Linked DNA regions of Mus musculus: all the other regions are linked to region 1. The links are chromatin contacts, called in public HiCAR-type and promoter capture Hi-C maps. All regions are on one chromosome and are shown on one strand. Each heading gives the region's core, a stretch centred on a gene start, on an enhancer-like site or on the middle of the called end of the contact. The rest is flanking DNA. Distances are from core to core; before and after follow the strand shown.

Region 1 (3,438 bases), core at 264-2,763:
GGAAATTGTACCAATCTTACTGTGCTGTCAGAGGATAAACTAAGCTAAGCTAACACAAGGAACTCCTACAGGTTGGCCTTAACTTTCCTTTCTAGGCCTGTCTTTCAATAATCCTTTAAAAGTCAAAGTTCACTAAATATTTAGTTTGACTAATGTTCATAGTTTCAAGGCAGGAATCCATTTAGCCTTGAGATAACAGATGTATTGTTTTTTTTTTTTTTTTTTTTTTTGCAGTTAGGTTAATAGTTAAAAGTGAGAAAGACAAAAAATGAACCAAAAGGGAGTAAGCTACATTTTAAAAAATAGTTTCAATTCTGCTCACCTTTCCTTAGGCTTCATATCCTTAAGCCAGCTCTTGGCTTTTCTTTTCTTTTTTTTTCCCATTTTTTATTACATATTTTCTTTATTTACATTTCAAATTTTATCCCCTTTCCTCATTTTCCCTCGGAACCCCCTTCCCCCATCCCATCTCCCTTCCCGGCTTTTATTTTCTTAGTAAACCATATAGTAACTTAATTTAAAGGTGCAAATAGTACTGTACTTTGTACTAAAACTGCACAGATTAATAGGACATAGTAGTGGCCAGACAAAACAGTAAAATTTGCAAAGCAAGATTTCTTTTTAAGAAATACTTACAAAATCACTGAGATCAGGCTTTAAATTAGAAATATTTTTTGTTTCAGAAAATGTCTTCATTTTCACACGTTGACTTCGAGAAGCCCCAGTAGACTTCCGAGAATACTAGGAGATTCCTGTCTGTAAACTAAGAGCATACAGCCAGAGTTCCTCCACAACAGAAAAAGAAGCAGTCGCTGCTGGCAATGTATTCTAAATCAAGCACACAACTAAAGCTTATATTTTAATCTCTTTTGATTTAGGAAGGTCAAGATCATGCTAGCTTGGGAAAGGTAGAAGGCAGGGTTTGAACTCACATCCTTGCATTTATAACTCTATACTATGCAATGACGAGGCTAACCAGGAGAGGAATTGACAGGATTACTGGAAGCTGAGGTTAACCGAAATGATGACAGGCCTTCCTGAGTCTGAGCAGAGGCGGAGGAAACCAATACTGCCAATCCCCACCCGGCCGCCATCTTGTGGGAAGAGAAAAGCCGGAAGTACAGCTACGGGAGACCGGCGGCCAAGTGGCTTTGGCGGAGGCGAAGCATAAGGGCAGGGACTGGGCTGTGTGGCCTCGGGCACCGGGGGTGGAGCGGTGTCGCTTGTCCTTGGGGGCGGGGCCTAAAGGCGAGGTGGAGACCCGCATTCGGGCCTTCTGGCTAGGGGCGGGGCCTTGGGGTGGAGCCCCAGGGCGGAGTGCAGTGTAGCACTGGAGCTTAGGGGTGTGGCCTGACGGCGGGGTGGAGATTTGAAACGCGGACCTCCATGCTGGAGGCGGGGCCTTGGGCGGGGCGGGGCCATGTCCTGAGCTTGGGGGCGGGGCCTCACGGCAGAATGGAGACCGGCTTCTCTGACCTCCAGGCCAGGGGCGGAGCCTGAAGGCGGGGCGGAGGCGGGGAGGAGGCACCGGGCTGCAGACGCCTAAGGTAGCTGACAGGACCGCAGCGGCTCACCCCTCCCTTTCTCGGAACGTGGTTGGGCATCTGCCGCTGGCACACGCCGCTACAAGAGGGTTCGGGGCGGGAGATGACGGCGGTGTGCTCGCTGCTTGGCCCTCTGTGAGCATCGGCTTCCTTCTCCTTGCAGCCGGAGCTGCAGACCTAGCAGGTGAGATGAGCCCCAGTTGCGTTTGCAATGGCCCCTGCCCCTGGGGTCCGGACCAGTGGGCAGCGCCAGGCTGCCCTGGCGCCTCGGCTAGCTGCTGCGCCTGTCCGCCTCTGCTCCACAGAGCCTGCGCCTGAAACCTGCGGGAACACTGGAGATGGTCTGCTCACAAGGGACGACTTGTCCCCTCTGGTGCCAGAGCTGCGGTCCCCAGGGTGCGAAGCACCCCGTTGCACGTGTGCTCACATTGTCATCTCGGACTTTTTACTTTAGCCCAAGGTGGCCTTCGTGTCTGCCCCTCCTGAGCACCTCGGGATCTTTGCGCCAAATTTTCTCCCATACTTCTTTACGGAGCACCTGACGTTGTGACTCCCATGCCCTGGCTTTCCACTTCCACGGGTGTCAGCTGCCCTCGGTATCATCTATTTGGTCAGGGACTCTGCACTCCTTATCTTGGCGGGCCAAAGTCTGATCCTGCAGATTGACAAGGGAAAAGGCAGTGACTGGAGTGCCTGTTGATGTTGAAGAGTGCTTTTTATAGTGCTGCAAGGCATTAGGCTTTTCTCCTGTCTAAAGGATAGGAGTGTTTGAGAAGAGAACAGCCTCAGTTTAAAGCTTTTTCTTTCAAGTCAGTACTGCAGCACATTTGAACTTAATAGCATTTAACCTACAATTTCAGTGCTTTGGTCATGTTATCTAAGTCAGATGTAATGCGACTAGATGGTTTGTATACTTCGTTTTCTAGTGTCTGGCCCAGTGAATTGGCTTTTCCAGTGATAGGACAACTTGTTTGTTCTGCAACAAGTCTTGTTTTTGTAGTTTAAAGGACTGGATGACATTTTTAAAACTTCCTTTGTTGTGGTTCTTGTTAATCTTAAAATGTGCATAAGAAGCGGTTTTTCGTTTTGTTTTGTTTTCATGTTTAAAATGGTATGAGATAAAACTTCAGAGTTATTTTTAGTTTTTTTTTTTCTCCCTTCCTTATTTTGAGACAGCTGCTAATTTAAGTCCTGGCTGGCTTTTCTTTGTAGCTGGGCTTGAACCCATGGTCTTCCTGCCTCTGCCTCACTAGTGCTGTGATTACAGGTGTGTGACATTATGTCAGACTAGAAGTCATTTTAACTTTCATTTGCCTCGGGAACTGTTTATAACACTGGAAAAATTGAAAGGGGGAAAAGGACAGATTACTTTTAAAAAGTTTCATTTAATTTTCAGTTAATTGGAAGTTGAACCTGGAAGTTGTTAAACCTCTTGGCCATCACCTTCACTGTCAATAGCCACTTAAGATCAAACTCAATTCAACTCTTAATTGCTGGGTATGAAACAGAGGCTGGTAACTTCATAACACATTCTAAACTCGTAACTTTGTGGAATATCTAGTATGTCTACTATTGAGGATCTTTAATATTAGGCATGTTTGTATAGCTACTTGTGACAATGAATGCTGTTTACCTTGTTACCGTTTTAATCATTATCATTAGGTCTGCAGTCTCTCTACCCACCTCTCTTACCCACTTTGGTTTATTCTGTGTACGCTGTCTGTTTTTTGAGACATCGTCTCAATGCAGCCCCGGTTGCTTTTGAACTTGTATTGCTCCTATTTCTGTCTCTCAGGACTGGGTTCCTAGCATGGGGCACCATACTTGGCATTAGAACTATTGCTCCCATTTCATGAAGACCTCCTCTGTGATGAGCTGTGCACAGTACATCCTT
Region 2 (3,438 bases), core at 331-2,830, 1.3 Mb after region 1:
CTTCATCTAATGATGGCTTTCAACACTTAAATTCCAAGTTTCTCTGTCCCCCAGTCTGGATGTCAAGTGGTTTGAATGATCTGCAAAACACTTGAGCTCTCTGGGGGAGCTTGTATTCAAAGAAACCCTCCTGACAATCCTGCTGTAAATCAAAGAATCCTTTTGTACTGCGACTAATCACCTCTTAATTTATCTGCTTTGTGCATCTGCATTGTGGCGTTCTCACATCTTAAAGCAGACATTCTCGCCAGAGCTGTCTCACATGTGTTCATACGGACACTGTGAAGTGGTCACGGTGGTAAGAAGGCCAGGGTTACATGTCACAATGTACGATCATGGTCCACTGAAACCTGGCCTGCGCAGATGATCTGGGGACATGAGCTGTGTCTGTGATGAACTCATGGAAAATGAAAAATTATCCTGTGATTCTGAAGAGTTATCAGACCTGTTAGCTATTCAGAATTTATTCATTTCTGTGTCATTGAGTCAAGAGTTAACAATCTTATTTGTGTTAGGTTATCTTTACGTGTATAGGTAGACTCAGAAGCATAAGTTCTTTAAAAGCTGATGTTTTTACAGGGTTCATTTCCAGCCTATACTTGCCACTAGGTTTCAAAGCTCTTGCATTTTGCTTCCTGAGCTTGAATTTGCTCCTGGAATTTATTGAGTTCTCTAAGCGTTTTTAAGTAATCAAATCAAATGGAACCCAATTTCAGAGTCTGTCAAGGCATCCAACTGCACGTGTGTCAAAAGGATTTACTGCCAAGCAGGAAGGCAAGATACTTCTAAGTCAAATGTGTTTTCTGGCAAGCGGCAACGGCAAGGCCGGTTCCTTTCAGAGCGTGTCCCTGGAATCGGCTTGTCGGGCAGCCGATGGACATCAGGCAAGCTCGCTGGGGCTGGCTTGCAGAGCACGGCCTGGCACGGGCATTTCTAACCAGTGCAGAGCTGAACTGGCCAGCACTGTGTCACCCGGACAAAGAATACTCAACAACAAAACTACATGTAGGGTGAGTTGTGCAGAATGCCAAGTCAACTAAATATCCATTCCTAATGAATAGCTCAGCCCCAGCCAGAGCTCCGGCGGGAGTCAGCAGTGACACCATCTGCAACCAGCTTGCCACCTTTTACGTTTTCTGGGCTTCGTAAAACTGTTCAGAAATGTGTTCAAGTAGTGTCTCCCAAAAATGGTGATGTCACTGAAAGGAAAGCGAACAGAGTGTGTGGCCAAGTGAAAGAATCAGGGAGAGGAAGCGGGGGAGAGGGAGGGAGGGAGGGAAGGAAACACACAGAGGGGGGGGAGCGAAAGAGGGAGAGAGGGAGGGAAGGAGGGTGGGGAGAAAGGGAGAGAGAGCTGTACTTCAAATTTAATAATCAAAACTGCAATGAACAAAGGCATCTGTGTTGTAAAAGCAAAGGCAGGGATGACTAAAGGTTTTCTATTTGACCTTAGAGAGAAAAACAGCAAGAGGTCTTTTTTTCAAAACCAGAGTAAAAATTGCCAGATAATGGCACAATGACAGATGAGGGGGTGGAATGAAGTGGAGACCAAGGCCAAGTGCAGCCCAGAATCTCTGCTCCAGTGAAATGGCTGAACAAAATTTAAACTCCTGCAGTTTCAAAATACTGGGCTGCAGTTCCTGGTTTTCATGTTCTAACACTGCCCTCTTGTGACCATTGCTAGCATTGCAGGTATGGGAGCCAACAGCTCTCCAGTCTAGGCAATCAACTTTTTATTAGTTAGCAGAAAACACCGGGACCCTGCTCATTCAAAGCTTTGTACTAAGTGCTTTATATACAGCGAGTAGGACCCACTAGCCTCAGTTCATAGCGTATCTAACTGTGCATAGCCATACCCAACCCAGCTGCTGGGTTTGTATCAAATAAAGATAACAGTGAGTGTTACAGGCTTTAGTGACATCATAAAGCACCATTCTCTATTTTGAAACATGAAAGTCAGTCAGTCTTTAGGAATTGATATGATTGGAGATTTCCCTTAGTTTAGGTGTTTCCAGAATTGCTAAAAAAGCATACATGTTTCTAGGATTTAAATATTTGTTATACCATAAATTCTCCTCACCTATAAAATCTGCAGGGAAAAGCAAGGCCTTGTGTACACACACACACACACACACACACACACACACACACACAGAGAGAGAGAGAGAGAGAGAGAGTTGAGTGCTGTTGTCTAATATAGTAGGTATATATGCCTACTTTAAGGTTTACTATCATCATCATAATCACCACCACCATCATCATCACTATTGCTATTATTTGTGTGTATTGTTTTGAGGGTAAGATGTCCCTGGAGATGCAGACAAAGTGTCACTGGGGAACTGGAGAGACTACTCCTAAACAAGATGCCTGTTGCCAAGCAGAAACCTACATGAACATGTCATGTCGGACACCATTAGACATGGATGCTGCCTGTAGGCACACCCCCTTGTTGGCTGGTCAAAGTTCTGTAAGATAGCAAAAAGAAGGGCCAAGGCCAGAAGGCTGTCTGAGAAGCTGGGAGACATGTCTCTGATGTGAGTGCACATTGCAGCGAGCTTGGTGGTGAGGAAAAATAAGCATGGAATAAAAACACGAAGATAGGCGTGAGGGTTTGCAGGTCTCTAAAAGCTCCAGGGCACAAGGAGTTGCGGCTCTGCATTTCCCAGGATGCTGAGGACAAACACGGTTGTTACAAAGTAGCAATGCGGGAACTGGGAACAAGAGCATCAGGTCTTGGGGAAGGTCTCTTGGTGGGAGGTGCTCCTGCTATCCAGAGGCTTACTCTCTCCCAGTCAGGTTGCTCTGGAAGCCTTCAGCTTGGGGGGTCTTAGCTGCCCAGAAATCAAGGCCACATAAGCAGGATGTGGCTCTGGGGTCCATCAGAAGTAGGAAGAATGTAACTGCTTGAGAAATGAGCTATGCAGATCTCAATGGGATTTTGTGTCATTTGGAGACAGAGGTATGTGCGTTTCTGAGTTTGAGGCCAGCCTTGTCTTCTATACAGTAAGTCTCGGGCCAAGCAGGGCTATTGAGTAAGACCTATCTCACCAACTAGTTCTGGCTGCTGACAGTGGGCCGGACCCCTGTGCTGGGGAGGTAAGCCATCCCTAGGCCTGAAGCCCAGTGGGCCCCATCCTCACCACACAGCGAAGGCCTGACACTGGCAGGCCCACTCACTCCCTGAATCATTTTCATACTTCTCTACAATGTGGGATCGGTGGATTTCTTTACTGTGATCTTAGGCATCCCGGTGGGCAGATCCCCTGGATACTAGTGAGACACCTTTGGACACTTCAATAGGCCACCACGCATGTTGACTAACTGATGGAAAAGGAAAGACTCAGGGATGACAGGGGGTCCCAGTGGTCTCTAGCTCTTCAGCTTTGCCACTCCATCATCCTAAGGAGACCATGACTTCTCTGTGGACGAGCATGACGA
Region 3 (3,438 bases), core at 687-3,186, 1.3 Mb before region 1:
CTTTCTTCCCTGTGCAGCCAAGCCTCAAAACAGGCCAGCAGCTCCCCTCACCCATAGCTCAGTTCTGGGGATCTAGTTACAGAGTGCTTGGCCTTGGCTCAGGGATAGGTGAGGCTGGAGCAGGGGAATTATGACAGTCTAGAGACCATACTTTGTTTTGGAGTCCCAGTTTCTCTCCCTGTCTCTGAGAAGGAGATCTTCCAGCCTGTTTTACTCAGCAGGAGAACCTTTGAAGCGCTGAGGTTCCAGGGTATCCTTTCCTCCCCCCCCCCCCACAAGTCTGAAGGTCTAGGGTAGCTTTTGTCCTCCCAAATCATTCAGGGCAGATGGGGGTTGTGGAATCAGGCCCTTTCCTTCCTGCAGAGTGGAGAGCCCAGCTTTGTCACAAAGGGCTTCTGCTGCGAAGGGGCTAGAGTTATCCCCAGCCCCTTGCACTGCAGCGGGGTCTCAGGGCCTTTCTACCTGCACTTATACCCGGAGCTCTAGCTAGGCTCCTGTTTCATGCAGAAAGAGCTGGATAGAGAAAGAAAAAGAAAAAGAACACGTTGAAAACCGGAAAAAACAAACCCTCATACAGTGTTTCAATAGTGAGCCCCGGATGTAAACATCATAGACAAGGACAGGTGACCCCCAGACACCATGCTGAATGTTTAAAGCCAGTGTTAGATTGCAATTCCCAAACACCTCTCAGGAGGGTCCCAAAGAGAGCTGAAAGCGAAGGGGGCTCCACTGGCCTCATCTCCAAATCTCCTCCTGGTTCCTCAGCTACAGACTGAGCCGAAGGGCGCCCAGGACCAGAGGAGTGGGAGGGAAATCTGCAGCCCCAACACCTCCTCCACAGCCAGGCCTTGGTCCAAAAGGGCAGGCTTGGCAAGGCCTCAGGCCCCCGTGGGCAGCTAATAGAGGGCCAGTGCTTGCTCGCGCTGCACTACCCGCTTCTTCTTCATACGCCGGTTCTGGAACCAGATTTTGACCTGCTGGTCGCTGAGGTTCAGCCTGTTAGACAATTCCTTACGCTTCTGCCGGTTGATGAATTCATTGACCAGGAATTCGTTCTCCAGCTCCGCAATCTGCTGCTTTGTGTAGGGTTTCCTCTTCTTGCGGGCCCTCCCCGGGGCCGCCCCCCACGGCAGGCCTGCAACAGAGCCCCGACCCATGTCAGCTCGCTCAGATCAACTGCCCGCCCCACAGACGTTCACCACTGCTGGCGGGTCTCCTCCCTGTCCAACTGTCCCTGACACCCCACCTCCCGTCCCTGCCTAAACTGGCTTGGGGGAGCATGGGCACTGTTTACCGTCGGGCAGTGAAGATCGCAGGCAAGAGGCCACCCCGGCCACTTGCACTGCCATGTTCAAGTTGAGCGGGCCTTTGGTGTCTTCCTTGAAGCTGGAGGCACAGGGGGCCCCCTGGAGCAGGGTCGCAGAGCCTGGAGCGGTCCGGCCCACACCCGCGTAGTCATACTTGGTGCCTTTGAGAGCCGAATGAACCAGACTAGACTCGGGGGCGAAGGGCGGCCTAGTCCGGCTGCGTTCCTCAGATGCGGTGGGCGCATCAGGCGTATAGAACTTGACCTGGTCTTCGGGTCCGTCCTTGGCGCCTGGAGACTGCAGGCCAATTGGCCCAGAGCCGGTCAAGTAAGGCTGAGAGAAGCCTCCAAAGGCAGAGGCGGTGGCAGGCTGCGCAGGGGTGCATGAGGCGGGCGTAGTAGCCCAGGGCAGCGCGCTGCGAGGGTATGAGATGGGGGGAAGCGCGGCCAACTGGCTGCCATTGGCTCTCAGGTTGGAAAAGTAGAAAGAGTCCGGTGACTGTAAATTCAGAAGCGAGCCCACATAGCCAGCTCTGTAGAGACTGCGCTCACACATCTCCAACAAAGGGCCTCGGCTGTGCTCGCAACAGTATTTAGTTACAACCCGGAATAGGAGGACGGGCTCAGAGGATTGGACAAAACTTTGCCTGCAGGTTCTTCAAAGCCGGTCATTTCAGCACCGCCTACATCCCCCGACCCGTCCCCACCCCCACCCCCTTTCAGGGTATTATGATAACACTCAATGTTCGACGGCGAAGGACGAGGCTGCTAGCAGAGCCAAAGCCTGTTGAGGGAGGGCGAAGCCCTTGAAAGTTTCCAGACCTCTTTCAGGAGCCGGTGACATTGGGATGAGGGTGCCTTTGCCCAAGTGTCTCTTGGGAGTTTTCCTGCTCTGGGTTAGTCTTCCCAGCCCTTATTTCGCAGGCTGCCTGGGCCGGGCTTTGCGTCTACAAACTTTAAGTTGCAATTCAGACGTTTTCCAATAAGGGTACCTGGGCTTGACTGGAGAAGAGCTGGCAGTGGCACGGACTGCTCCTGGATCTGAGCAACCAATCCTTTTTTATAGAAAGGGCCTCTAAAGTGGTCTCTGCCAAAGGCACTTGGCAGCAAGGACCCATTCACTTGACCCTGTAGCCCCAGGTCACAGACAATACAAGAGGTTGACCAAACAAAGGTGAAAGGCGGCACAAACTGCTCAAGTGTGGTACCTAAGGAATCTTCACGCTGTTCCTGACATTTGTTCCCAGGAACTGTGCTCATAGCGTTGTTATCCAGTCCCCTCAGGCAATTCCGCAGTCCGAGGAGCCAATCTTGTGAAAAATTACATTTCTTTTCTCTCCTGGGGTCATCTTGGTGACTATTCCCTACTAGCCAAGCTCCTAGCCGTCCAACTGAGAGTTGGAGGGGCAGAAAAGTCCGAGCCACCTGGCTGAGGAGGCACAGTCGCACAGGAACAATCAGCTAGCTGAGTCTCTTTTGTCGGTGCCTCCAGGCACGCGGGCCGCTGCGGGTTCACTGTCTGGGCAAAACAGGCAACGCTCCGTGTGTGTAGTAAGTGTGCTTAACCCCTGAGGCAGGGCCTTCTGGATGGTCCAGAGGGAATAAGGCTTTTCTCCTCAAGAGACTGTGTTGTGGGAGCCCGCGCTAGCCTAAAGCAGGACCCATGGTCCATGAGCCAAGCTGGAACTGGTTAGGCCCCCAGCTCTGGCAAGGAGACCACACAGGCGCCGCCGGAGGGCAAGGCTGACCACCTCGCTGGGACTTTATTGTGTGAGTTACGGCGACCAATTGGGCGGCTCTCAGGACGCAATCGTCCTCTTCCTCCAGCTCTGGGGCGGGAGGAGGGTGGGGGTGGGGGAAGTCTAAGGATCCTGGGGCATTACTAGAGTTTCCTCCTTTTCAGGAATTGGGACTCCATACTTTCTTTTCTGGTAGGTGGGAGGAGGCAGAAGTTTTAAGTCGGTTTTTAGAAGCCTTAGATTAGGTATTCGATAGCTTTCATTTTGAAGAATTCTCTCCTTTCTACTGGAGCATCCTCTGGCCTGAATTTTCAGTTCTAATAGTTCCAGCACTCTCAGAGCCCCTGCCTCCTGCACAGAGATTCCTAGGTAGTTACAGGCCTAAGGGTGCAT
Region 4 (3,438 bases), core at 578-3,077, 1.3 Mb after region 1:
CCTGCAAAGAAGCCCGCCTAATATAAAATATGAGTGATGGAATTAAACACAAATTGCACAATTATATTCTAATTTGTAGATTATAATTCAGTGTGTCATAATGATGTATCCCCCAAATTATGTTATCTAAAAGAAAAAAAACCTGATTAAGATAACTTTTCTTGTAAATCTTAAACTAGTTCCCTCATCCTTTGGGCAATTTCACTCTGTCTATCACAATAAGAACAATTCAAATGAAAAACCTGAAAGGAAGGGTTAACAGCCTTCCAGCTCGGGCAGCTTCTGCCTTCTTATAAGTAAAATCCTCCCAGCCTGTGTGAACTTGCGTAAAGTTAAATGGTGTTCCTGTAGTCTAGCGGAAAAGTGGAGCTGTTTTTAGCAGTTAAGACTTTGGCTTGGTGGCTGGAGAAAAGGTTCCATGGGCTAAGAGCACAGCTTGTTCGTCCAGAGGATAGATACCGCCTCGGTTCCTCACATCCGCCTGGGACTTCAGCTCCAGGGGATCCTCTGCTGCCACCCCCAGGGCACCTCCATTCACATGGTTTACACTCACTCACACACATGTGCACATACACGAGAATAAAAATATGAATTTTGATTCTTAGAGAGTATGTTAAAGAACCACTGAGGCTGCCGTGGCTTCCCGAGCCTCCACAGTCACTGACCTTTTCTGAACTGAAGCTGTGGAGTGTGGACCGCAAGGCAGTGGGAGGGGGAACCTCATTAGACAGGACAGACCCAAAGCTGGGGTAGCACAGCGTGCTAAAAAGCTGTGATCTGAACAAGGCGAATTTGGGAACGGCTCTGGAGAAAATTCTAGCAACAGGTGTGCTTGACTTACTTTTAATCATTCCTTCCCCAAATTTCTTCCTGCTCATATACAAAACTTAGATATGTATTTCTGAAAGCCTGTGATGGATTGGGCATGTCCTGTAAAATCCTATGAGACAGGCACACCTTCCGCAGGGTATCCATGTGTAGGGCTAAGCCCTCCGGGGGGTGATGCATGAGTGGATTCCTGTCCGTGTAGCCAGGATGAGCTTGCTTTAAAAGCAAGTTATGCCCTCTACTCACTCTGTCTCACCCATGCGATGGCCTTGCCATACTGTAATGCAGCAAGAAGGCCCTCACTAGATACATCTTGGTCTCCTCAGCCTCCCATGCTTTGAGCCAAGTTAATTTCTATTCTTTATAAATCACCTCATCGGTAATATTTCAGTATGGTAGCACCACAGTGACTAAGGTAATGCACTTATTGATCAGAACAATCTTTGTAGATAAATTACAGCAGCAGAAAATTCTGTGTTTGACTGTCTCAGGAAGCCGAGTCAGAAGTAGAACTGTTTTGGGTAAAGTTAAATGATGTTGGCCAATAGCCATAAAATGCAACCTTTGGTGTATTTGTATGGCATAGCCACCTCGTTTCGGGTTGGTACAAAGCACTCAGTCCTCAGATAAGGAGGTTGAGTGGGTTGAGAAAGATGGCTCCCGGGAAACACTCACTGGCCCTACTTTTGAGCAATAATTACCAATAATAAGTTCCATAAAATCAAACTTCTAGTTAGACATGTTCAGATGCTAGAAAAAAAAATACCACCCACCAGAATGGCTCACAACAGGACAGGGAATTAAGAGTCCTGAAAGCAGAATCCAGCTGCTGTCTAGGGAAGATTGAAACCAAAGAAGAACAGAAAACATTAATGTGAACTGTTTGCAGGATACTTCCTAGGGAGCATTTATAACAGACGGAAAGTCACAATAGCCTCCTTCTGCTCCCTCGCATACCAGGAGCTGTGAAGAGCTCTCCAAAGAAAACCCAAACATGGCTCTTCTGCTTGGAACTCTTTGAAGAGACTCCATGTACAAAGCACCAAGTGGCCAATGAGCGTGTAGAGAGCTCAAGTCAGCTCAAGTCCGATGTTGCAATAACTTTCCTGCAGCCTGCACCGCCCACTTTAAAGGCCAAACCAGTGTGTGCAGGTGCTTGTGTTAGTGTGAATATTTCAAAGGGCTGGTGTGATCTTGAATGAGAAACAAATAGCAGGACACGGAGACCCTCCTTATGAGTCTGAAACACCCCAAGAGCAAAGGCACATCTCAGCACATTCTCCACAGTCACGGAGCAGTTTTCTCCTCTCATTAGCTCCTCACCAGAGCAGTCTAAAGTCCTATTCATGGTACATGAATGGAACAGTCTCTTCTCTCTTCTACAGAGTCGTGTATACCTGCAGCTCTTCCCAAGGCCTGACTCATTTCACCCCTCCCTGTCTTTGCTCAAGTTTCCCCTTCCCAGTAATGTCCTTCTTTTGTCTATCCTGCAGGTTCTCAGCCTCCCCGAGAACACACACACACACACACACACACACACACACACACACACACACCACATCTAATTCATTTTATGAATATCTCTTAATTAATTGTCTGACCTTACAACTGAACCTAAGTGACCACCAAGAAGCAGTCATGAAGAGGGAAACAAGAAAAGGCATAGGAAGACTGTCAGTGAGCTGGCTGGCCCACAAGTGACCCATAACTAATGCATCTCAGATTTGTGCCTTCAAATCTGGGGTTGTGGACAACTTGTCTGCAGACTCTCATCTGTCATTATCAAGGTCCACACTAGCTCCCCTTTACCCACAAGTTTCCAGGTGATCTTGAGTTTAGTCTGGGGAATCTCTTGTGGCTTAGGAAAGGCCCTAGAGCAGGCACACAAAGGCTGCAAATAACTGTGATAGGATGCTAATGTTCTCTGAAACTGTCCATCACACCTCCAACTAAGATAGTGGCCATGTCTTGTGTTGTTGATCTGATATGGAAAGAGCAATGAACGAAAGAACTAAAGACTTCTAAGTGCTTTGCAAGGATGGAGTGCCAGGGGGAAAGGTGGAATCCTCGACTGATATCCAGTAACACCCAAAGCTGATAGGCCATGATGAGGAACTGTAAGCCAAATAAATACTTACCTCCCCAACTTGCTGTTGGCCATGACACTTTATCTCATCAATGGTAACCTTGACTAAGACCAGAGGAATCTACGACCGGTGACAGTGAACATCTTGATTAAGACTAGAGGAATCCACTACCGATGCCTGTGAACAACCTAACTGAGATTCTCTACAAATGGCAGTAACTTACTACTTAATGTTCTCTGAGTCAGTTTAGTAAAGCCACTTGTACTCATTGATACCAGGAATTTCTATGCCAGTTGGAAAAAGGATAGCCTACCTCTCTTCTCGTTGTTTTTCTAGCTGAACCTGCGCACTGCGCTGCTCATTTGAGAAAGAAGTCAGGTACCCACTCATGTCTCCTTGCCACACATGCACTTCTACCATGCTCTCATCTGCCTCTGATCCCACCACGCAAAACAGATGACAATGACTTTGGCTCTTCGCTTGTAATCAGCCATACTTTCCCATCAAGCATCTTTGAGCTCAG
Region 5 (3,438 bases), core at 497-2,996, 1.2 Mb after region 1:
GGAGGTGGTGAGATAGCTCAACAGGTAAAAACACTTGCTACAAGCTTGACCTGAGTCCAATCCCAATTTTCCTCTGATTTCCATGCATATGGTATGGTGTATACTTAGGCAAACATTCACAGAATAAACAAATGAACGAGCAAATGTAATAAATAATAATTATTTTTTAAAAGGCTGCCACTTGACTAGGTCCAATTGAGTAATTATAATAAAGATATTAAGTTTGGGAAATCTGAATATTGGCTAGATGGATGTTTTTAAGGGAAATGATGGCAGCTGTTTTATCTAGTTGAAGTTCTGAATACATATGGAAAAGCCTATGTTTTCAAAAAGGCCTCCTAGCTGTGTGGGGATGTATACACGTAATCCTAGATACTGAGGAGGCTGAGGCAGGAAGACTGCAAGTTAGGCTAGTCTCAGGTGTGCAGGAAGACAGTGTGAAGAGAGGGAGGGATACAGGGAGAGAGGCAGAGAGAGCACCAAGTCCAGGCTCCTTAGCTTTTAGGAGATGGTAAAGGGGCTGTTAATGAGTCCAGACTTCCAAGTGTGGAGAATAATGCCAGAAAACAAAGACCACACGACAAGTCCCCCAGTTTCCAGAGAGAAGAGCAGGGCCAGAAAGTTATTAAATTAATAAGAGCAATGGGAGCCACCAAGTCTATTGGTGACTTTAACTGTGGAGGAATTCATTTAAAGTCCTGGGCAGAAGCCAGACTTCGTGGGGCTAAGTAAGTGGCTATGGATGAGAACATAATAGCTAATACATTATGTGAGATTATTTTGTGCCTGGCACTCTTTTAGACTCGTGACACATTTTGATTCATTTAATACAACAACCCTATAAGGAAACTGAGGCACAAGACATCAGTGGTTTGCCTGTGGTCATAGCTAGGAGACAGCATGGTTGATTTTTTTTTTAAACTCGGGCATTCCTAAGAGAACTGGTTATTCCTAGCTTAGCCAAGAGGGAGAAGAAAGGGAACTGAGGAGAAGGAGAGAAAAAAGGAAGGAAGGAAGGAAGAAAGGGAGGGAGGGAGGGAGGGGAGGAGGGAAGAAGGAAGGAAGGAAGGGAGGAAGGGAGGGAGAGAGGGAAGAAGGAAGGAAGGAAGGAAGGAAGGAAGGAAGGAAGGAAGGAAGGAAGGAAGGAAGGGAGGGAGGGAGGGAGGGAGGGAGGGAGGGAGGGAGGACTGGCCTCCCTCTTTCCAACTCCCTTTTTGGGGAGGCAGATGTGGGGAGGTGGGAGGGGCTATAGAGAAAGGCAGTGGCATCAAAACTGTAGGGTAGAAGTGAGAAATCTTGAAGATTCAAGACAAGCAAGGAGGTAGCCCTGCAGAAACTAACAAGTCAGGAATGATAGTGACCTTGGAGGAGAAAGGGAGAGGGGATGACGCTCACTGCCACGCCCATAGCTGCCCATCCAAGTGCCACAAGTTCAAATACTCCACGCACACTCACAGGCACCTGGAAGAGGGATGGTGGGATGGAGGAAAGAGGACTGAAGAGGTGGCTCAATAGTTAAGATCATGTACTGTTTTGCCAGAGGACTGGAACAGTTCCTAGCACCCATGTCAGATGTCTCACAACTGCTTCAAGGAATCTGATGCCCTCTGTGGCCACTAAGGGAACCTGCATGCATGTGCACAGACACATACATCAAAATAAAATCAACCTTTTAGAAAGTACCACACGACTCACCCTACCACTATTTTTAAACCTCAGCCAGATGTGGGTCTCTCATAGGAGCTCGGTTTTCTGCTGGCTTACATCGAAGGTGTCTACCACACACCACTTAGCTACACTTACATTTGTGTCATGAGTACCAAAGTTAAGCTGGCCATCACCTTCCTGTGTGGTAGAGCACCTAGCACCTAACAAAAGCCTCAGACTGGTAGGGGTCATTTAACAAGAGCAAATGACTTAAGCTTCTCTCTAAGGCCAATGGAGCTAAACTGAACTGGAGGTGGGTTCCTGGGTTCCAGACTCCACATGTGCCGAGTCAAACACAGCTCAGGAACCTATTTTGAAAAGGACACAGAAATGCTCCAAGCATGTGGATGTCCAGTATGTGGAATTCCCAGCCTGCACCAGAGCCGGCACTTGCTACTAGTGAATACCCCACAGCTCAGACCACGTGTGTATTAGCTCCAGTGTGAGCTGCTGGACTCTTACACCAGAGTCAGGGTGCCTCCTTTGTCATGCTGGTGTACAACATTTTGTTGTTGTTGTTACATGAAAACACATAGCACACAACAAATCTTCAGACACAAAACATTCACATTTCACTTACTGTCATTGTTAGAGCCCGTTTCCATAACACCATAGGGAGGAGCCAGAAGTCCGGCCATATACTGTCGGTATTTCTGCAAGATAAAATCAGACAAGATTGAGAAGTCAGCTTTGTTCCTTTATTTACATGTGAAAGAACAGAGACCCTGGGTATCTGAGGCTCTTATTTATAGAGCCAGGAAGTATGCTCTCTGGGGCTCTGGGTTTAAACTAAAGATGTGGGGTTCAGGGAGGGGCTTCCTAGGTGAGACTGTGTGTTTCCTCTGCCCAGGGCAGGGCTCCACTCAGCTGCTTCATTTACATGGTATGCATTTGTAGAGATGGAGTGAAGGGGTTCCTACCTCTCCACACCCTGTACACTCAGGCACCTGAGAAGCAGTGCTGAGTGTTTACAGGCTCAGATCACAGTAACCTTGCTGCCTACCTCCTCTGAGGTGAATGCCTCCGAATCAGCCTCTTTCAAAGCCAAAAGAAATGCTCAGCGGCTCCTGGAACCTGTCTCTATGAAAGAAGCCCGACTGGCTGCTGTTTGCCTCCTTCCTTTCATAGGGCACACCTGCCTGCTATGTGACCCCTCCAGAGCACTTTTGTTACATTGTCAAATAAAAACCATCTGGCTTAATTTAGACGCTCCTGGATTGTCTTCCCCTGGCTTTTGGTCCAGGCATGCTCTGAAACTTGGGGCTCCGGGATGTATGTGATTAGTGTCTGTGTTGTGTGGGAGGGATAAGGTTTTGAGCATCAGGCTAGAAAGGAGGGGCATTTACAATGAATGAAAGGTGAACGCTCTCAGGCAATAAATGCAGCTTCCTCCCTTGCACAATGAAACGTGGGTAATTTTACTGATTGTGTGGTATCATGTATATTTATGGTTTGTAATCACAGTGACACACATACATGCACGTAAATGTTAAACAGCATCAAAAGAGCCAGCTCCCGATTCATGTGTGTCATACAAACACCAGCAGAAAGACTTCATCTGTAGCAATGGGCAGCTGGTGACACGTGGTACCCAGTAACCATCTGGTCCATTTTAACAGTGTTGTCATGGTACTTTCTCTAAAGAGCCTTCTAACCAAGATATGACTAGCTCCTCCCACCCCCCTTTTTTTCCCTCTTAGTTAGGAAGCACTAAATCAGCTTGTGTGCATG
Region 6 (3,438 bases), core at 474-2,973, 1.2 Mb after region 1:
ACAGCAGCTCACTGCCAGCAGAAGGCATGACATGTTCCTACGCCACAATACGAAGACATTTTACACCCATGCAGCCTAAATCCCACACACACGGAGCTCACAGGTGGAATGGGTATGGAAGGCAGGTGACAGATGGCTTTCATTGATACAAATCACTGGTCTCTTAGAAGTGGTCTCTTAGACAGTGGGGAGATGCTGGAAGGGAAAACGGGAGCTGGGCTGGGCTTTAGCAGTTACAGCTCTGTTCTGCTTCCTGCCCTGCGTTGTGTTAGCATGACGATAGTTTTGAAAGAATACTGACCTAATTGAGGTGCATACTTTCTTTCTATGAATATACTGTGTTTCAATAAGGAGTTTCAAGAAAACGTCTGCATTAGAACAAGAAATCAACTTGATCTCATAAAACAAGTTAGGAAAGTGTGTACTCTGAATTCAGTGTACAGGTGAGAGACACTCTACAGTAAAGTAGGCATTGGGGTTTTGGTTTCACATCTGGGGTCCCCGTGACCCCAAAGGAGGGCAGCAGCTGTTCTACAGCTCAGCAGGTAGTAGTCTGGGACCTAACGTTCCTTTGGGGAGTGTCTTGAAGGAGAAGAGCATGCACGGATGCTTCTGTGCATGAAAAGCATCCCTCGCTGTGACACTACCAGCATGCATCACAGAAGGAGGTACAAGATGCTAGACTAGAGCAGCCTGGCGGACCACATGGCATTTTCAGAAATATTTATTTACTCGGTGCTGCTGGTGACGTTTAAAAGTGCTCACGGCAAACATCTAGTACCTCCTGCTTAAAGCACAAGTACTTCTCTCAAGGGCAATAGACATATGGAAAACAACGTGAAGGGTGTCTAAAAGTCAGCTTGTAATTAAATGCTTCCCAATGCTGCATTGTCACTGGCTGTATCTGGCTAAGCGTACATTTTCTAGCAGGCCATACCGTTAAAAAAGGAGTTATTAAAAAAAAAGTAGTTATTGTAGCTTATTTGTCCACTTATTTGTCTGTGAATATCATCTGACTACATTCTTTTTCAGATTCAGAATTTAAGAAGCCAAGTGACTTGACTCTTAAGAGATATACATTTATTTATTTATTTATTTATTTATTTATGTATTATCTACAGGCTTCTGAAGACAAAAGCGGAGTCTGTCAAAGCTTCTGGGTAATATACTAAACAGGAAATAAATGTACAGGTGAGAGGCATTCTACAGTAAACTAGGCACTGGGGTTTAGATTGAGGACTGTGGAAACTCCGAGGGATGTTCTTAAGTAAGAAATGGGCAGCATAAAAATGCTCTCACAATTACATGTGATTAGTCCTGGCTTGTCGCCAGTTAGTGACACTGATCAAATAGACGTAGGGCTTCTCAAGGTCAGAGGGATGTGCAAAATATGATTGTTCTTTTAGGAGATCCTTTCAAGTAGGCGTGGGATTCGCTCTATTTTCAATTGAGTGTGTAATCATGTTCTACATTAAAATATACAATTCTTCTTTCTTACATAACACTAACTCATAAGTGACATCACATAGCACTGTGGATTCTTTAAAATGAGACATTTCTTTGTTTTGTTTTTTGTTTTTTTGAGACAGGGTTTCTCTGTATAGCCTCCCAAGTGCTGGGAGAAATCTCATTAACTGTACGCGGCATAACTTAATAGTTCTCTTGTCCTTGTTCCTTATCTAGCTGAACACTGTGGAAGTATCTTACAGAGAGAGGCTTACGTTAGTCAAGTGGGAGGGGAGGGTGACAGCTGGCCTGGTGGCTCAAGGAAGCCTTCGTGCATGGGGAGGGGATTCAGCTGCCTTCAGCTGAACTTCAGCACAGAATGGAGTTGCAGACGGAGCCGGAAGTCACACGGGTGGGAACAGAAAAAGAGCAAGCTCCCCCTTGTCTGGCTGCTGTGCACGTGGGTCCACGTGGAATGAGGTGAGACAAAGCTTCTGACCACAGGATATGCAAAGCCCTGTGGGGCCTCAGTGTGAGGACAGACACTGGAATGTCAGGCTGTGACCACAGTAAAGTTTATTACTGTTGGGCTTTTAGCTTTTTTCCATACAAAATGATGCATGTTCATCGGGAGGCATAAAATATTTTAATCATATAAAGTAAAATATTATTATTTTAGGATCTGAATATTAATCCTTCTGACTAGATGGGGGGTTGTTCTATTTTAAGAGGAGGCATAATCACTCTAGATAAAATTTTATATTTCTTCCTTCTTACATAGCACTGTCATAAAAAAATTTCAGTTTTCTAAATTCACTTTAATGAGAAATTTTATTAAACATACAAGGCATAATTTAAAGTCTTTCTTGTCATTGTACCTTCGAGTAGTTTTTAACAATTTGGTACTATAAATCTGCTTAGGCCAAGAGCTCGTGTCACCCATTCACTGGAGGTTACCTGCTCAGAACTGGGTTTAGAAGTGGGGCACTTATATTGTGGGTAAAGGTTTGGAGACCTTGGCAAATTGGGATGCTTTCACAAATGCTGCTTCAGATAGACTTTTTCTTCGGAATGGATTCTTAGGGAAGTGACCTATCTTTGGCTTCTTCAATAGAGTCATTCTGTATTAAGATTCATAAATATTAATAGGGACAAATTAATCAATTAAGACAAAAATTTCCAACAAGAAAACACAAACACACTTTCCTAGCATGTAAATGCATCCTATCAAAAATGCCCTCGGCTATTATTTTAATAGCCTTGTAATTCCCAACTGGGAAAGGTAAAATAATTACTAAAAAGAAAATGGGATTCTTTGTCCTGTACTTGGAGTTGAAAATAATGCACTCAATTGACTTTTGTACAGTCCCCTGCATGGTGGTGTATTTATCTGTATTGATTGCAAATTCTAAAAGAAGTTTTTTTTTCCCCTTGCCTAGAACAATCTAGTGAGCCAAAGGTACAATAAACACAACCTCGGAACAAATACAAGAACACACAAACAAGGGACTCTGATGACCTTTAAGGGTTCGAGGACCTGAGAGCGGCGTGCATTTGATTCACGTAATACAAAATTCCTGGAATAGTAAAGGCCTATTAATGTTTTCAAGAAACCTTTTAAACCTTTACAAAGCTCATCAAAACAAAAATGATCAAAGCCCTAAAAGCATACTGTATAAAATATAAAAGCAGCCTGGAACAGCAGCATACCACATAAAACACCAAGTCCATTTCCGAGCTGGATCATAAACCAGGTAGGTTCCCCAAACACGGCCTTTTTTGCCTTTCCTTTAAACCATCAGGTTGTAGTAGTGCAGACCATGGTTTCATCACATATGCAATCTGAGGACTTTCCATGCCAAAGAAGTAGTCCAGAAACATTGGACTTGTAAGACTGTTATTACCCGTATGTTTTTCTTCCTTCTTCCTTCCATACACACACACACACACACACACACACACACACACACATATATATATTTTAAGTTTATT
Region 7 (3,438 bases), core at 324-2,823, 1.2 Mb before region 1:
TGGTACTGCGGACTAAATCCTGGGCCTTGTATACACTAGATAAGCTTACTACCATCTAGCCATATCCTCGGTGGATATCCTCTCCATTTATAAGACAAATATAAATATAGTGCTGTCTTTAGCACTATACATATTTTTCTACTTTGTTTCCTCACTTGAAAAATACTTGGGAAGATTTGAGAGATGATTTAGACTTTATGTTTCCCTTTCAAACCTGGCTAGGCTAACATTTTTTCTCATGTGATTTCCCTAGAAACTTTTTTTTCAGGATTAGATCTTTTAGAATCTTTGCCTCTAGCTAGCTCTCTTCTCTCTGTCCTGTTTTATTTTTAAACTCCCTGATAGCTCAATGAAAAACCCTAGGACAAGTATTAGCAAGAGTCAAAAACAAAACAAAACACAACAACAACAACAAAAACAAACAAAACTTTCCTGTTCCCTTTAGGAAAGATCTGAGACAAGAGGCAGCACGAGTTTTATGTTCTTAGAAACTACCAAGGCTGGGAAATAAAATGGCTAATTTTCCAAATAAAAACTGGTGAAATGTCTGTTTACTTTCTTCCACATTGGTGAGGCGATACATGGCACACTAAAGTTTAGCTCTCTCCTATTCTTTTAAGTTTACAAAGCTGTAACTGAAGATCTTAGAATTTAGGGGATTATCTTACAAAGTAGATACTATGTCTATGCCTTCTTCTCTGCTGGTGTTGTCAGTGTAAACATAGCATATTATTATATCTATTGCACTTTGAAAATCAGAAACATTTTCTTCCTTAACTAAAGAAGAAAAACCCGTAAAAGTGATTGAACACAGAACATAAAAGCTTTTGTTGAAGTTTCCCTCCTAATTTTGCCTATGGAGCGCCCCCACCCCTCCCATTGAAGTTTTGTTATTGATACTTGCAGTTGACTGGAATACAGCCTTCTTTAGGTCGTTTTCAATTCTTAGGGAAATACAGCACTACTGTTTAAGGGGCCCCAGTTATTCAGAGGTTTTGGAGATTGTTAAGAGTGTAATTTTGGAAAGCTCAGCCTTTGTTGCTACCCCTTAGCTTGAAAAGACCATCCTTATCATTTCAAGTTCTTCTCATGCTGGTGAGATAAGCGCGTAGTCATGAAAGGACCCTTTTTGACGTCCAAGAGCAACAGAAACAAGCCTAAAGCCCTCATGGGGTATGGCCAGGAGGTGTTATGTATGATGTCTGTCTGTCTCTCTCCACTTGCTTGGCTGGGATGGCTTCTGAGCTATGCAATGTAAACTTTTTTGCTGCCTTCTGGATGACAGCTGATCTGGGATCTCAGGTACCCTCTCTTTTCCAGACACACAGGTCTCGACCTTCAACGTCCCTCCCCTTTGTCCTCCCCACTCTTCTCTCGCTCAGAAGGTCTGGGACAATCAGGATCAGTTTCTTTTCTTGGCGAGACTGGGGCGTGGGAGTTGTTCATGAGAAAAGGAGGCAGAACTAGTAAGAGTCAGTCGGAACCGCCCTACCCTGTGGTGCCCCGAGGACCGACAGCCTACACTAGCGCGGAGGATACTCAGCCTAAATCCTCCTGCCACACCCGCCGCTCTGAGGCACCAACGGCTGGGCCGGCCGGATCACGTGATGGGGGAGCGGCGCGCGCCGGCTGCAGCGCCCATTGGCTGGCGGCAGGAGCGCGGGGTTTGATGGGAAGGCATTGGCCGGGCCCAGCGCTCTATCTGTAGGTGCTGCTGCCTGCTCCAGAGGCTCTACGCGGTGGCGACCCAGGCTTCCCCGAGTGGACGCCCAGGCCGAGCGGCGCCCGCTTTTCTCAGGTAGGACTGTGAAGGGAGGGCCGCGTAGACGGAGGCGCTCCGGACAGCGGGAACCAGTCTCCGGGTTCCTCGGCGCGCCGGCCCGGGTGCCTCCGCCCCTGCCAAGTGGCCTAGAGCTTGGTGGCGGCTGGGGAACACGCCGCGGGGCTGCTGCCCTCCGTACACTGTTGCCGCCTTCTCTCGTGGATCGCCCTGAACAGCGGCCCGAGCGGCTCCGGAGCGCACGAGACCCGGCTCTGCCTCCCCTGAGGCCGGTGTTCTTTCCGGGTATGTTCTCAGGGATTCCGCGCAGTGGCTGTTTAGAGCCCGAGCCCTTGGGCCCCCCCTGTGTTAAGAAGTGTCAGAAGGTCCCAGAGAGCACATCCCTAGCTGAAATATCCACCCTGAGAGCCCCGATCACCTCCGCGTCCACCTGAGCTGGCACGACGGGAAGGTCTGAAAACTGTCAGTGTCATGCTGCTCCGTCCGCGTGTGGGCGTGGATTGTGAGCGACTTAGAGGAGCTGCTCCACAACCATTGTCCTTACTTATTGGAGGGACAGCGACCAGTCTGAGGGGTGGGGTAGGACGAAGGTGCGTGGTGACAGGAGCGACCCGGGAAAAGCAACTCCAAGGGGCATCAGTAGGTTTAATTCTTTGATGGTGTGTTTGCGGACGGAGAGTTCGGATTGGTGAATTTATTTCTGCGTGCAGTTTTAAGCAACACCTGCGACTCACTGAGTTTTCAGTGTTCTGTTCTTACTTTTTGGTTTCTGGTTTGTGGTGCTTAGAGCCTATTGTTTTCTGTCTCTGTGGCCTCAGTCTTAGCGTTGACAACATTGTCTAGAGGTGTGATGGATGTGAGTAAATTTAGTTACAGGCATATATATGTTCAAGCTGGCAGGCAGGGCTAATACCTAGTTCCCAAAGGTCTCCATAGTGCCTTCTTAGAAGAACAAAGTTGATTTCGAATACGAACCTTAAGCAAGAGTGGTTCATTTAAAAGTGAAGTTTTAAAAAGTTCCTTGACATCTATTGGGGTCACCATAGTAATGATGTTAATAAATGTTTATGGTGTTTATATGTTGGAAGAATGCTTGGATAGGTGACTCTAATAAAGGTATGAGTTCATATAGAAATCTCCCTGTCAGTCTTTTTTATTTTTAATTTTTATATTTATTTATTTTGTGGTGGTCATCTCATATTAAAAGTGCTTTTAGAAGTGTGCTTACCATTTTTTTTTTTTTTTTTTTTGGGCAATAAACCTGGTGTAAGATATTTCAGAGTTGCCTATTTGGACATTTGAAAGCGATTTCGAACAAATCACATTTAAACCCAAATTGTGTAGTATAATGTGGAGATGCTGTTAAAGGTGACTAGTTTATATTTAAGTTTGGAATCAAAGGTTAAAAACCACAAAACTCCATTTCTTTTGTTGTTTTCTATGAAGGCTTATACGTTTATTATAATGGGAAGTGCTTGAAAAATACTCCATTTATTTATTTCCATGCTAGGGTAAATGAGAAAAATATTTTTAGTAAAAACACAAACTTATTTTATACTTACAGATTTTAAATTATGAAATAATTAAAATATGCACTCATTTAATGGAATGTTAGGCACATGCTTCATTTAGATATTACATGTGGTTTTGGTAACAGC

The links. Promoter capture Hi-C pulls out the DNA fragments that hold promoters and counts their contacts. HiCAR-type assays count read pairs that join an accessible place to other places.
Region 2: a promoter capture Hi-C map of hippocampal neurons shows a contact between it and region 1, with 6 times the contacts expected there. The contact joins the enhancer-like site here to the promoter of Gpr155 in region 1. A contact is called at or near these places in 12 of 39 promoter capture datasets (3T3-L1-derived adipocytes, the HPC-7 cell line, HPC-7-derived erythroid cells and 9 more) and 4 of 115 datasets of contacts at active chromatin or transcription factors (astrocytes, embryonic forebrain, forebrain and 1 more).
Region 3: a contact with region 1 is called in a HiCAR-type map of astrocytes, with 3 times the contacts expected there. The contact joins the promoter of Hoxd12 here to the promoter of Gpr155 in region 1. A contact is called at or near these places in 3 of 39 promoter capture datasets (embryonic stem cells, hippocampal neurons and pre-B cells), 1 of 115 datasets of contacts at active chromatin or transcription factors (astrocytes) and 1 of 9 other capture datasets (embryonic stem cells).
Region 4: a promoter capture Hi-C map of pre-B cells shows a contact between it and region 1, with 4 times the contacts expected there. The contact joins the enhancer-like site here to the promoter of Gpr155 in region 1. A contact is called at or near these places in 8 of 39 promoter capture datasets (the C10 cell line, the HPC-7 cell line, embryonic stem cells and 4 more), 1 of 115 datasets of contacts at active chromatin or transcription factors (astrocytes) and 1 of 9 other capture datasets (liver).
Region 5: a promoter capture Hi-C map of embryonic stem cells shows a contact between it and region 1, with 4 times the contacts expected there. The contact joins the enhancer-like site here to the promoter of Gpr155 in region 1. A contact is called at or near these places in 10 of 39 promoter capture datasets (the C10 cell line, the HPC-7 cell line, HPC-7-derived erythroid cells and 5 more).
Region 6: a promoter capture Hi-C map of the HPC-7 cell line shows a contact between it and region 1, with 5 times the contacts expected there. The contact joins the enhancer-like site here to the promoter of Gpr155 in region 1. A contact is called at or near these places in 10 of 39 promoter capture datasets (the C10 cell line, the HPC-7 cell line, HPC-7-derived erythroid cells and 6 more).
Region 7: a promoter capture Hi-C map of pre-B cells shows a contact between it and region 1, with 4 times the contacts expected there. The contact joins the promoter of 4930445N08Rik here to the promoter of Gpr155 in region 1. A contact is called at or near these places in 4 of 39 promoter capture datasets (hippocampal neurons, liver, pre-B cells and 1 more) and 1 of 484 Hi-C or Micro-C datasets (olfactory sensory neurons).

What each region holds. Positions count from the first base shown.
Region 1 is chr2:73,384,555-73,387,992 of GRCm38.p6, reverse strand. Gpr155 (G protein-coupled receptor 155) reads left to right here and starts at 1,513. Exons shown (of 17, transcript NM_001190297.2): 1 at 1,513-1,728. It overlaps Gm13707 (a long non-coding RNA gene), which reads right to left and starts at 1,143. Exons shown (of 9, transcript XR_866430.3): 1 at 637-1,143.
Region 2 is chr2:72,036,588-72,040,025 of GRCm38.p6, reverse strand. All of the region lies in intron 3 of Rapgef4 (Rap guanine nucleotide exchange factor (GEF) 4), which reads right to left. Among named protein-coding and RNA genes, the nearest start is that of Gm29940, 17 kb to the left of the region's middle. Within about 2 kb of position 1,580, at least 83 of the 459 cell types and tissues checked have an H3K27ac peak or open chromatin away from gene starts, as enhancers often do. A contact at or near this core is called in astrocytes, forebrain and hippocampal neurons, where this site is marked.
Region 3 is chr2:74,673,511-74,676,948 of GRCm38.p6, reverse strand. Hoxd12 (homeobox D12) reads right to left here and starts at 1,936. Exons shown (of 2, transcript NM_008274.3): 1 at 1,295-1,936; 2 at 1-1,135. The coding sequence starts at 1,862. The coding sequence ends at 897.
Region 4 is chr2:72,118,865-72,122,302 of GRCm38.p6, reverse strand. All of the region lies in intron 4 of Rapgef4 (Rap guanine nucleotide exchange factor (GEF) 4), which reads right to left. Among named protein-coding and RNA genes, the nearest start is that of Gm29940, 66 kb to the right of the region's middle. Within about 2 kb of position 1,827, at least 5 of the 459 cell types and tissues checked have an H3K27ac peak or open chromatin away from gene starts, as enhancers often do.
Region 5 is chr2:72,136,164-72,139,601 of GRCm38.p6, reverse strand. It overlaps Rapgef4 (Rap guanine nucleotide exchange factor (GEF) 4), which reads right to left. Exons shown (of 31, transcript NM_001204165.1): 5 at 2,288-2,360. Among named protein-coding and RNA genes, the nearest start is that of Gm29940, 83 kb to the right of the region's middle. Within about 2 kb of position 1,746, at least 29 of the 459 cell types and tissues checked have an H3K27ac peak or open chromatin away from gene starts, as enhancers often do. A contact at or near this core is called in embryonic stem cells, where this site is marked.
Region 6 is chr2:72,156,151-72,159,588 of GRCm38.p6, reverse strand. The region is part of intron 6 of Rapgef4 (Rap guanine nucleotide exchange factor (GEF) 4); the gene reads right to left. Among named protein-coding and RNA genes, the nearest start is that of Gm29940, 100 kb to the right of the region's middle. Within about 2 kb of position 1,723, at least 43 of the 459 cell types and tissues checked have an H3K27ac peak or open chromatin away from gene starts, as enhancers often do. A contact at or near this core is called in the HPC-7 cell line, where this site is marked.
Region 7 is chr2:74,577,179-74,580,616 of GRCm38.p6, reverse strand. 4930445N08Rik (RIKEN cDNA 4930445N08 gene) reads right to left here and starts at 1,573. Exons shown (of 2, transcript NR_166470.1): 1 at 1,493-1,573. It overlaps Lnpk (lunapark, ER junction formation factor), which reads left to right and starts at 1,669. Exons shown (of 13, transcript NM_027133.3): 1 at 1,669-1,798.